Linked DNA regions of Gossypium arboreum: region 2 is linked to region 1. A link is a contact called in public Hi-C data. All regions are on one chromosome and are shown on one strand. The core of a region is the stretch at or near the end of the contact, and the rest is flanking DNA. Distances in the headings are between cores, read along the strand shown. Region 1 holds the start of LOC108457130 (1-aminocyclopropane-1-carboxylate oxidase homolog 1-like). Region 2 holds the start of LOC108454521 (60S ribosomal protein L14-2-like).

The links. Hi-C and Micro-C count contacts between places; a contact is called where the count stands out from the background.
Region 2: a contact with region 1 is called in a Hi-C map of leaf, with 3 times the contacts expected there. The contact joins the promoter of LOC108454521 here to the promoter of LOC108457130 in region 1. A contact is called at or near these places in 2 of 5 Hi-C or Micro-C datasets (both in leaf).

What each region holds. Positions count from the first base shown.
Region 1 is chr9:58,712,924-58,717,606 of ASM2569848v2, forward strand. It overlaps LOC108457130 (1-aminocyclopropane-1-carboxylate oxidase homolog 1-like), which reads left to right and starts at 2,016. Exons shown (of 4, transcript XM_017755992.2): 1 at 2,016-2,704; 2 at 2,851-3,390; 3 at 3,457-3,778; 4 at 3,953-4,394. The coding sequence starts at 2,858. The coding sequence ends at 4,171. It overlaps LOC108457131 (electron transfer flavoprotein subunit beta, mitochondrial), which reads right to left. Exons shown (of 5, transcript XM_017755993.2): 5 at 4,622-4,683.
Region 2 is chr9:58,942,254-58,946,936 of ASM2569848v2, forward strand. It overlaps LOC108454521 (60S ribosomal protein L14-2-like), which reads left to right and starts at 2,332. Exons shown (of 5, transcript XM_017753007.2): 1 at 2,332-2,482; 2 at 2,561-2,662; 3 at 3,305-3,434; 4 at 3,690-3,802; 5 at 4,346-4,551. The coding sequence starts at 2,480. The coding sequence ends at 4,402. The region is part of intron 1 of LOC108454396 (peroxygenase-like); the gene reads left to right. It overlaps LOC108456845 (a long non-coding RNA gene), which reads right to left and starts at 1,517. Exons shown (of 8, transcript XR_008270959.1): 1 at 1,279-1,517; 2 at 651-1,183; 3 at 215-567.

The DNA of each region.
Region 1 (4,683 bases), core at 766-3,265:
GTACATGATAAACCCTCTATTCCAAAAGATTCCAGAGTTAAACACAATATTATTTACATAGTTAGTTCTATAAATCTTCTTCCCTTAAGCTTAAGCTAACCACTTCTTTAATGCTTCTAAGAATCTCCTCTTCATTACAAACCAAACCCCCAAACTGTCTTTTATTTCTTCTCTCCAAATAGCATCATGCTAATTTTAGAATGATTGATACCAGAGCTTTATCTTTGAGTTTGCTACAAATCCAGCCAAACTCAAGTTGCCAATTTACCATAGTCCTTTCGACATTGAATAAAACCAGAACTTGTTTCCGACACTCTTTGTAAATGCACATTTTGCAAAAATATGATCCGTATTTTCAATCTCATAATGACAGAACAAGCAATGACCATCAGTACTCATTTCCCTACATATCAACTTTTCCTTGGTTAGAAGTCTATCTAGAATTTCCATCCAAGTGATGAAAGAATGTTTTGGAATATGTAGAGTAAACCAAACAATCCTATGCCATTCAAACTTCTCAACTTTAGGCCTTATTGAGCTCTCCAAATTTTGGGAACAATGACCTTCCTCCCATGTAACTCAAAATTTCCCAACACAGCTGCTTTTTCCTCTCTAAGTTTTAGAATTCCCTCTAACTCCAACAAATGTTTCTTTTCAATGGAACCTATCTCAAAGAATACTTTTTAAGCAAGTACTCTTTGATCCAAGCAATCCAAAGAGATCCATGTCTTGCCAAAATGTTTTCTTATATGTTGGATAATACGAGCTTTATTCCAACTGTCAAGGTCCTTCATTCCAAGTCCATCCTCTTCTTTAGGAAGACAAATCTTCTTCCAACTCACCCTTGCCCCTTTAGCTGAGCCTTCATTACCCTTCCAAAAAAACTAGAACACATTTGGTTGATCTTTTTAAGAATTTCTTTAGGTAAAATGAAGTGCCTACACCAAAAATTTTGAATCTGAAAGATAACAGATTGAACCAATTGCATTCTCCTATCAAAACTCAATTGTTTCAGTCTTAAAGTAGATATCTTAGACCTGATTCTCTCCAACAAAGGCAAGCAATCTTTCTTTGGAAGTCTCATAGTAACTAGAGGAATACCAAGATATCTCACTGGCAACTGCTCAATTCTGAAACCTGTGGAACTTTAAATTAGATTGCGTTCTTCTTGTGACACACCTGCTATAAAAATCTCACTTTTTTCAGCATTTAACTGAAGCCCAGAAAGTTGATAAAAAGTAGAAAGAATACTCCAAATACCTATCACAGAATCTGCTTTACCCTTGCAGAAGGTAAGCAAATCATCTTCAAAGCACAGATGAGTCAATTGAATACGAAGATATTTTGGATGAAAACTGAACACTCCTTCCTTTGCTCCCAAATCCAGTAGTTTCAAGATGATATTCATGGTAAAGAAAAATAGGTATGGATCACCCTGCCTAAATGTTGCGAGATAACCAACCATGCATTGACAAACACACATGGCGAACAGCACAAATGGTGAACAGTCCAATTAGCGAACACATATGGCGGACAGTTCTAGCTCTAAGTTACATGATGGACAGTCCAAGCATAAGAAGGCTTGCGGACTATCAATATGCGAACTGTCATGCGAAGAATTTTTATACGACAGGCTTGGCGGATTGTGTAAGCACATTGGTGAACTGTCTAACAGCAAGCATATCTGCGGACAGACTAAATGCAAGCTGCCCAGCGATAAAGTGAACTGAGAGATGAAGTGGTAGTTGTCTTCTTAAAGCAGAAAATCGATGTTTTGGTTTAATCTTTTGTTCAGTTCTTATGTTAACATACTTAGGGTGGGTTTGGGGCGGCGGTGTAGTGCGGTGCAGTCCGTTTAACTTACTTTTTGTCTCACGTTACAATATCGCTACAGTATCTAATCTCACCGCTACCGCTGTTTTTACACTAACCGCAGATAAACACACCCTCCATCCAAACTCACTATTAGTTAGGAACAAACTAAGTTGGTAATGCTTGATGTGTTTAGGTGCTGATTTCGTAATCAGTTTGTGTACAAATTTTCTTATTTCCAATATATTAGTTGGATTAGTGATATGTTTGGAAAACAAAAAGATATATATTGCAATTTTCTGAAATGAAATACAGTGTTGAAAATCAGTTCATCTTGCTAGTTCATTGCCTCGTTTTCTTTCTTTCTTAGTCTCAAAACACCAAGAATAAACCTCAACTCAATGAATCAAAGCCTTCTTCAAGTCAACTTTTAAGGCACATCTACTGAAATTTTACCTCTGCCATACCCTCTAAACTCATGAGCTAAAAGAGAATTATCAGATATGCTCCTCCCTTTTCCAAAAGCACTCTGGCGTGGTGAGATTAAATTAGGCAGAAGAGGTGTCAACCATCTCACAAGGTCTTAGTTACAGCAGCAAGAAATTGGCTTGAAATCAGCAACATTACTAGGTTTCTGCCCCTTGGGAATAAGCACCAAGGTTGTTGTATTGAAAGCAGGAAGCATTTCAGAGCTTTAAAAGAAGCATTGAACTGCAGCAAAAACGCCCTTCCAAACTACAGACCGTGCACTCTCAAAGAAGTGAGGGGTATAACCATCAGGTCCTGGAGATTTTCCATTACCCTGCTCAAAAATTGCACTCTTAACTTCTTCCATGGTCACTGGTTTCACCAAATGCTGTTTACCCTCCTCATGCACAGAACATTGCAGAAGGTCCTTAAACAGAGCACTTATTTTTCCATGAATAAATTTGTTAGTCATTTAGTGGTAGTTGACAATAGTTAAAGTTAGTGAGTATTATGTTATTTTAGTCATTTTAAAATCCCTGTCATGTCTTAATACAAAGCAACTCCAAACAGATAAAATATGGCTGCTAGCTTTACAAGAGATTCCGGCACCCAAACTCCAACTACTTATGACAGATTCCAAGAACTCAAAGCCTTTGACGACTCTAAATCAGGCGTCAAAGGTCTCGTCGACGCCGGAATAACCAAAATTCCCCGGATTTTCTGCCGGCCGAAGGTGGAGGATCATGATTCCGTCAAGCCAATCCCAACCCAGTTCACGATTCCAGTGGTTGACCTTGAAAACATTAAAACCCGGTCCGATGAGGTGGTGGAAGGAATCCGGAAGGCGGGTGGGGAGATTGGGTTCTTCCAGGTGGTCAATCATGGGGTGCCCCAAAGTGTGTTGGAAGAGATGTTGGCGGCGGCGCGTGGGTTTCACGAGCTTCCATCCGAAGTAAAGAAATCATATTATACTAGGGAGAAGACGAAAAAGGTTATATATGGAAGTAACTTTGATTTATATGAGTCGAGATTTGCAAATTGGAGGGACACTTTGTTTTGTGTTATGGGACCTGAACCTCTTCACCCTCAACAACTGCCTCTTGTTTGCAGGTACTCAAATCCCTAATTTTTAAAGCCTAACCCATCGAATGTTGTTAATATTTTCATATTTTGCAGAGATATAACAATGGAGTACTCGAAACAGATTCATAAATTAGGAACAACTTTATTTAAGTTACTATCTAAGGCAATAGGGCTAACTCCCGACCACCTCATAGGGTTGGATTGTTCGAAAGGGCATTGTCTTTTGAGTCATTATTACCCGGCATGTCCTGAACCTGAACTGACTCTGGGAACTGCAAAGCACTCTGATCCTGATTTCCTCACCATCTTACTTCAAGATCATATTGGTGGACTCCAAGTTTTTCATCAAAATCAGTGGTTTGATGTTCCTTTTCTGCCTGGGGCTTTGGTTGTTAACATTGGAGATCTCTTACAAGTATGTTATGTTGCTTCAAAGATTGAATATACCTGGGCTGAATACATTTATTGAATATTCATACTCGACTCCTAGTAACATAGATGTAATGCATTTGTAATCCTCCAAATACTGTTTGATCGTATTTTGTTGCAGCTTATATCAAATGACAAACTGAAAAGTGTGGAACATCAGGTATTGGCAAATGAGAAAGGCCCCAGAGTGTCAGTGGCATGCTTTTTCACTCCACATTTGTACCCTTCAACCAGGATTTATGGACCAATTAAGGAATTATTGTCGAAAGAAAACCCTCCATTGTACCGTGAGACCACAGTTGAAGACTTCATTAGTTACTATGATTCCAAAGGACTTGATGAGAAATCTGCACTTGCACACTTCAAGTTGCAACCTTAGCTCGCCATCACTCTTCAGCTTCCTAAGGATCTAAACCGCTTTGCACAAGGGTTTGTGGCACTGAATATATAAAGCCTGAGAGAAACGATGCAAATAACAACAGTTACCATGTATTTATATAACTTCTAATTGGATCTTTTTAGTTATCAACTTTTAAATTTTAATCAAGTTGTCCTTTTTCTTTTAACTTACAAACTGATTAGCCAAGTCAAGTATTAAAATATTTGATTATTTAAACTATTCAAATTCTTCTATACTGAACTGAAATAACTCATAAATCAAGAATTAGATGGTCATTATGAAATTTTGGGAATTGAATTTTTTTTTTTTAAATGTTCTTGACACCAATTCAAACCGAATTCTACAGCACAACCAAATATGCTTAAGTGTCTGAACTGAACATTAAGGTTCAACTCGGTTTCCGGTTTGCTCAGTTTTTTTGCTTAACAATTTCATAAAAAAATATTAGCTTTATTGAGCAGGAAGTTTATAGACTTTCATTTCTGTAAACT
Region 2 (4,683 bases), core at 1,082-3,581, 230 kb after region 1:
GGTGAAGTTTATGGGCGACAAAAGATGTATTGGTAGATGAACTTTATTGGAAGGTAGGTACTGGTACAAACATTTCAATTTATAATGATGCTTGGATTCCAGATTATAGAAATTTTAGATCATCTTCAATTAATGTCAATTTGCATGATTATAAAGTTGTGGAGCTAATCAGTAATTACGAAAGAAAATGGAATAGAGAGCTGATTGTCAATACCTTCCCAGAAGAAGTGGATGAAAAGATTCTCTGCATCCCATTGACGAAGGAACCTCATGCTGATTTTAGGGTTTGGAGCGGCGAATACTCAATTAGAAGCGCCTATAAACTACTATAAACTATTACAAAGTCTGGAACTTAGAAATTATGCTTTATATCCTGACTACAAAGCTTTCTACATAAAACTATGGAGCCTAGATCTACTAAAAAAAATTATAATTACATGCTGGAAAATTTCTCGGAACTATTTGCTTACTCGGGTAAATATGTCATGTAGGAAACTAGTAAATAGTCCAACATGTCCTCGTTATGGTGAAGAAGTAGAAACAATGGACCACCTCTTTCAGGATTGTCTTGTATCAACGGCAGTATGGGGATTATTGACGGCTGTTAACTTTTTACAGGAAACAAATTTAGAGTTCGAACAGTGGCTTACCAGGGTCCTCGTTGACCAGCCAACCTCCTTTTATAGACTATTTTGTTGTACATTATGGGCCATATGGGGGGACAGAAATGCTCGAATACATGATAAAACAAACAGATCTAGTCAGGAAATTGCATGCTTTGTTCATAGCTACTTAGAAGAAATGGATGGTTTAGAGAGCACTATTTCCATAGTTTCTAAGGAGAATACTAAATAGAAACACCCACCTGGTCAAATAGTGAAAATAAACTTTGACGGAGCATATAATGAGCGCAACCAACAATCGGCTTCCGGGATAGTAGTCAAAAACAGCAAAGGTTTCGTCCTCCTGTCATGCACAGAGATTCACCATAGAGTTCTCTCCACCTTCGCAGCCGAAGCACTCACTTGTAGAAAAGCGATCCAAATAGCACTCGACATGCAAGAGAAGGAAATCATTATCGAAGGCGACTCTTTATCGGTAATAAAGAAATGCAAGGCGAAAGGGGAGGATAAATCGCAAATAGGGGTTTATATTCATGATATTCATCAGCTATAGTCCAGATCTAGCAAAATAAGGTTTGAATATACCCCAAGATCAGCGAACAGTCTAGTACACATACTTGCAACAGAATCATTAAGAAGAAAAGAAGAAATGTACCTGGTTGAAAGTGTTCCCACGTATGCCGAAAATCAGAGGAAAATCGACTGCGAAAGAGAACCGGACTAAAGAAAGGGGGAGAAGAAAGAAAGGGGGAAGTCTAAATTGGCAGATCAAAAGCATCGGTGGTTTAGAGCTTGCCTTGGAAAATGGTATTGCCATTAAGTCTGAATTAAAAGAAAAGATGGAAATGACAGGCGTCAGATTATTTGATTGGGCAAATAAGACGGTAACATTTAATTGATGATCTAGAGCTTTCTTTATTATTTTTATAAGCTAGTTTTTTTGTCGTTTTCAGTCAAGGTTTTATTGGGCCAGGGGTTATGTCCGGCCTTAATTTCAAGTGGACTTTTGTTTGTTTTATTTATATAAGCCCAACCTGAGTTAATGTTTATATTTTGATAAAATTTAAGATTTAGTCTCTATCAGTGGCGTAATATGGGGCTAACAGGAGCCCCAACTCCTTCAAATGAAAATTTTTTATTTAGGTTATTTAAATTTTAAAAAATTTAAATTAGTAATGTAAAATTACACTTTTCCCTTTAAAAATGATAACAAAATTTATTTAGTCCTTTAAAAATTATAAAGATATAATCTATTCAAATGATGACATTGCATTTTATTATGTAAAAATTAAAATTTAATTTGGTCCCTAAAAAATTTCTACCTTCGCCCTAGTCTCTATACTTGAAAAGTTAAAATGATATTTTTATTCAAAATTCTAGTTCAATTATTAATATGGTAATTATTTTATTTTTCTATCAAAATTTATCAATTTAACATGTTAATTAAATTATCCTCATGTGATGTGATATATGATTGAAAGAAAGAAATATACTAAGTTGACAAATTTTGACAAATATGACTTATGACAATAATATTTGGACTAAGATTTTTAAATTAAAAATAGAAAAATTAAATTTTAACTTTTAAAATATAATAATTAAATATCAAATTTTAACAGCATATTTTAACATTTATTAACAATATTTAATCTGTCAAATAGCAATATGGGTTAGATAAAATTGACCCGAACCTAATGCTCATCATCACTGGAAAGAAAGGATAGATCCAACGGTTATAAACAACCTGTAAAAGTACCATATAATAAAACCCTAACTTCTCAAAACCCTCTTCACATTTCTTCTTCGGCCGCTCAATCTCTCCTTTTAGCTCAGAACGCTCTTCACGCTGTGTAGAAATGGTGAGTTTTTTTCAATCTCTAACGCCGCCCTTTTCACTCTATTCACTCTTTGATTTTTCTTTTTTTTTTTGTGTGTAGCCGTTCAAAAGGTACGTTGAGATCGGGAGAGTCGCTCTCGTTAACTACGGCAAAGACTACGGCAAGCTCGTCGTCATCGTCGATGTTGTTGACCAGAACAGAGTATGTAATTTTATTTAGTTTTTATGTATTTATTTCATCTATGGTAATGAAAAGGAAATTTAGTTTTTAAGTAGGATTAGTTGTTTCCTTCCTGGTGAGATTGATTTGGAAAATAGGTTCTATGTTTGAAAGGTTAGGACCAAGTTTGTAGTCGAGCTAAATCCGAGTTCAAATTGTAAGAATCTCAAGCTTAACTCGGAATTTGAGGTTTTAAGCTCGAGTCGAGTTTGATCTAGCTTTAATTTTAGATGTTGAGCTTGATTCATGATAACCATTCAATTGTTTGACTTCAATCTCAATTATTCCAACTTTCGAAACAAATTAAAATGAAGAAGTTAACGAGTACTAGTATATGTCATTTACGCCCTTAGTTAGGACTATATCTGACTCCATACGTGTTGAATATGTGCCAACATTATGATATAAATTAAAATGAAAAAGTTTAATTTGTTGACCTGTTTCTGTTTTGCCTTGGTTGTTACTTGTGATACTATTGTATATGCATACCATGGGATGATATTGAGATAGTAAATGTGTTAAATGTGCAAGTTTAGTCGTGAACGTAGTTGAAGAGGACTAATATGGATATGTTAAGTTGTGTAAAACTTGAATGGAGCTTTTTTTCGTGTCTCGTCATCTCAGGCTCTAGTTGATGCCCCAGATATGGTGAGGGGTCAAATGAACTTTAAGAGGCTTCAATTGACTGATTTCAAAATTGACATTCCTCGTGTTCCAAAGAAGAAGACACTGATTGAAGCAATGGAAAAAGCTGGTAAGAAAATATATTCTTGTCTGCCAGTATTGTTTCACTTTCCGTTTTTGTTGAAACACTTGTGTCTAACGTTTGTATCCTATGCATATTTGGACATGAGTTGGTAATATGATTTGCCCAAAAGTTTTAAAATACATAGAAAGCTTGGAAAAATTTGAACAGACTCGTGTTGGAAACGTATCGGTTTTTGACATTTTTATTCAAGTCCAAGTAACATAGCTTATTCTTTTCTTTTTGTTCTTATTGGAATGGAAGATGTTAAAAACAAGTGGGAGAATAGCTCATGGGGTAAAAAGCTGATTGTTCAAAAGAAGAGAGCATCTCTCAATGACTTCGACAGATTCAAGATCATGTTGGCCAAGATCAAGGTTAGTTATTGGAACATGTAGAGTGTTTAGTTGTTTGTTTGATGTTAGGTACTCTTGAGTAAGAGTGAAATCGAGTCATGCATAGCCGATATTAAGCTATAAGCAACTTGAGATCAAGCTTAACATAAGCTCGATCGAGTTTTGCTTTTAGAGCTTGAGATCGGTTTTAAAAAAAATTGAATTGCCAAGCTTACGCAATTAGACTCGATTAAATTTATTTATTACTCTGAAAATATAGTTCTATTCTCTTGCTCAATTTCAAACTCGATTATTTATACTTGAGCTTGAACTTGAGGTTTATCAATATTAATTAAAAAAAAAAAAAAAAAACTGGGTTAGGCTTATGAGCTAATAAAAGAATTCAAGTATTAGGATACACAAGTCCGGCTCATTAAATAGCTCAAATCAATAGTTACTTAACCACATTTATTTCTTTTTTGTTTTTTCCAATTAAAACCCGAATAACTTGGAAGCACTAGTATCTTGTTTCTGTTGTTATTATGTAGACTCTGAACCAAAAATGGATATGATATGATTTTGCAGAAAGCTGGAGTTGTGAGGCAAGAGCTTGCTAAGTTGAAAAAGGAAAATGCATCTTGAAGTGATTCAGAAGATTTTGAGTATTTTGCTAATTTTGTCTTCAAGTATTCTGCATTTTTTTTTTGTATGTTTTTATCTAAGAAAGGATTAAAAAGAATCAATTGGGGGCACTTTCTTTAGTAGATGCAACATTTGATTTCGGAGGTTAAGCCTGTCACAGTTTTTAGTTCAATTAGTTGAACCGGCCAATTGATTAAATCGATTAATCGATGGATTTGATCCGATAATTTAAACCATGCTACAAAGTAAAACTATGAGATGACAGAAACCCTGAGCTCCCC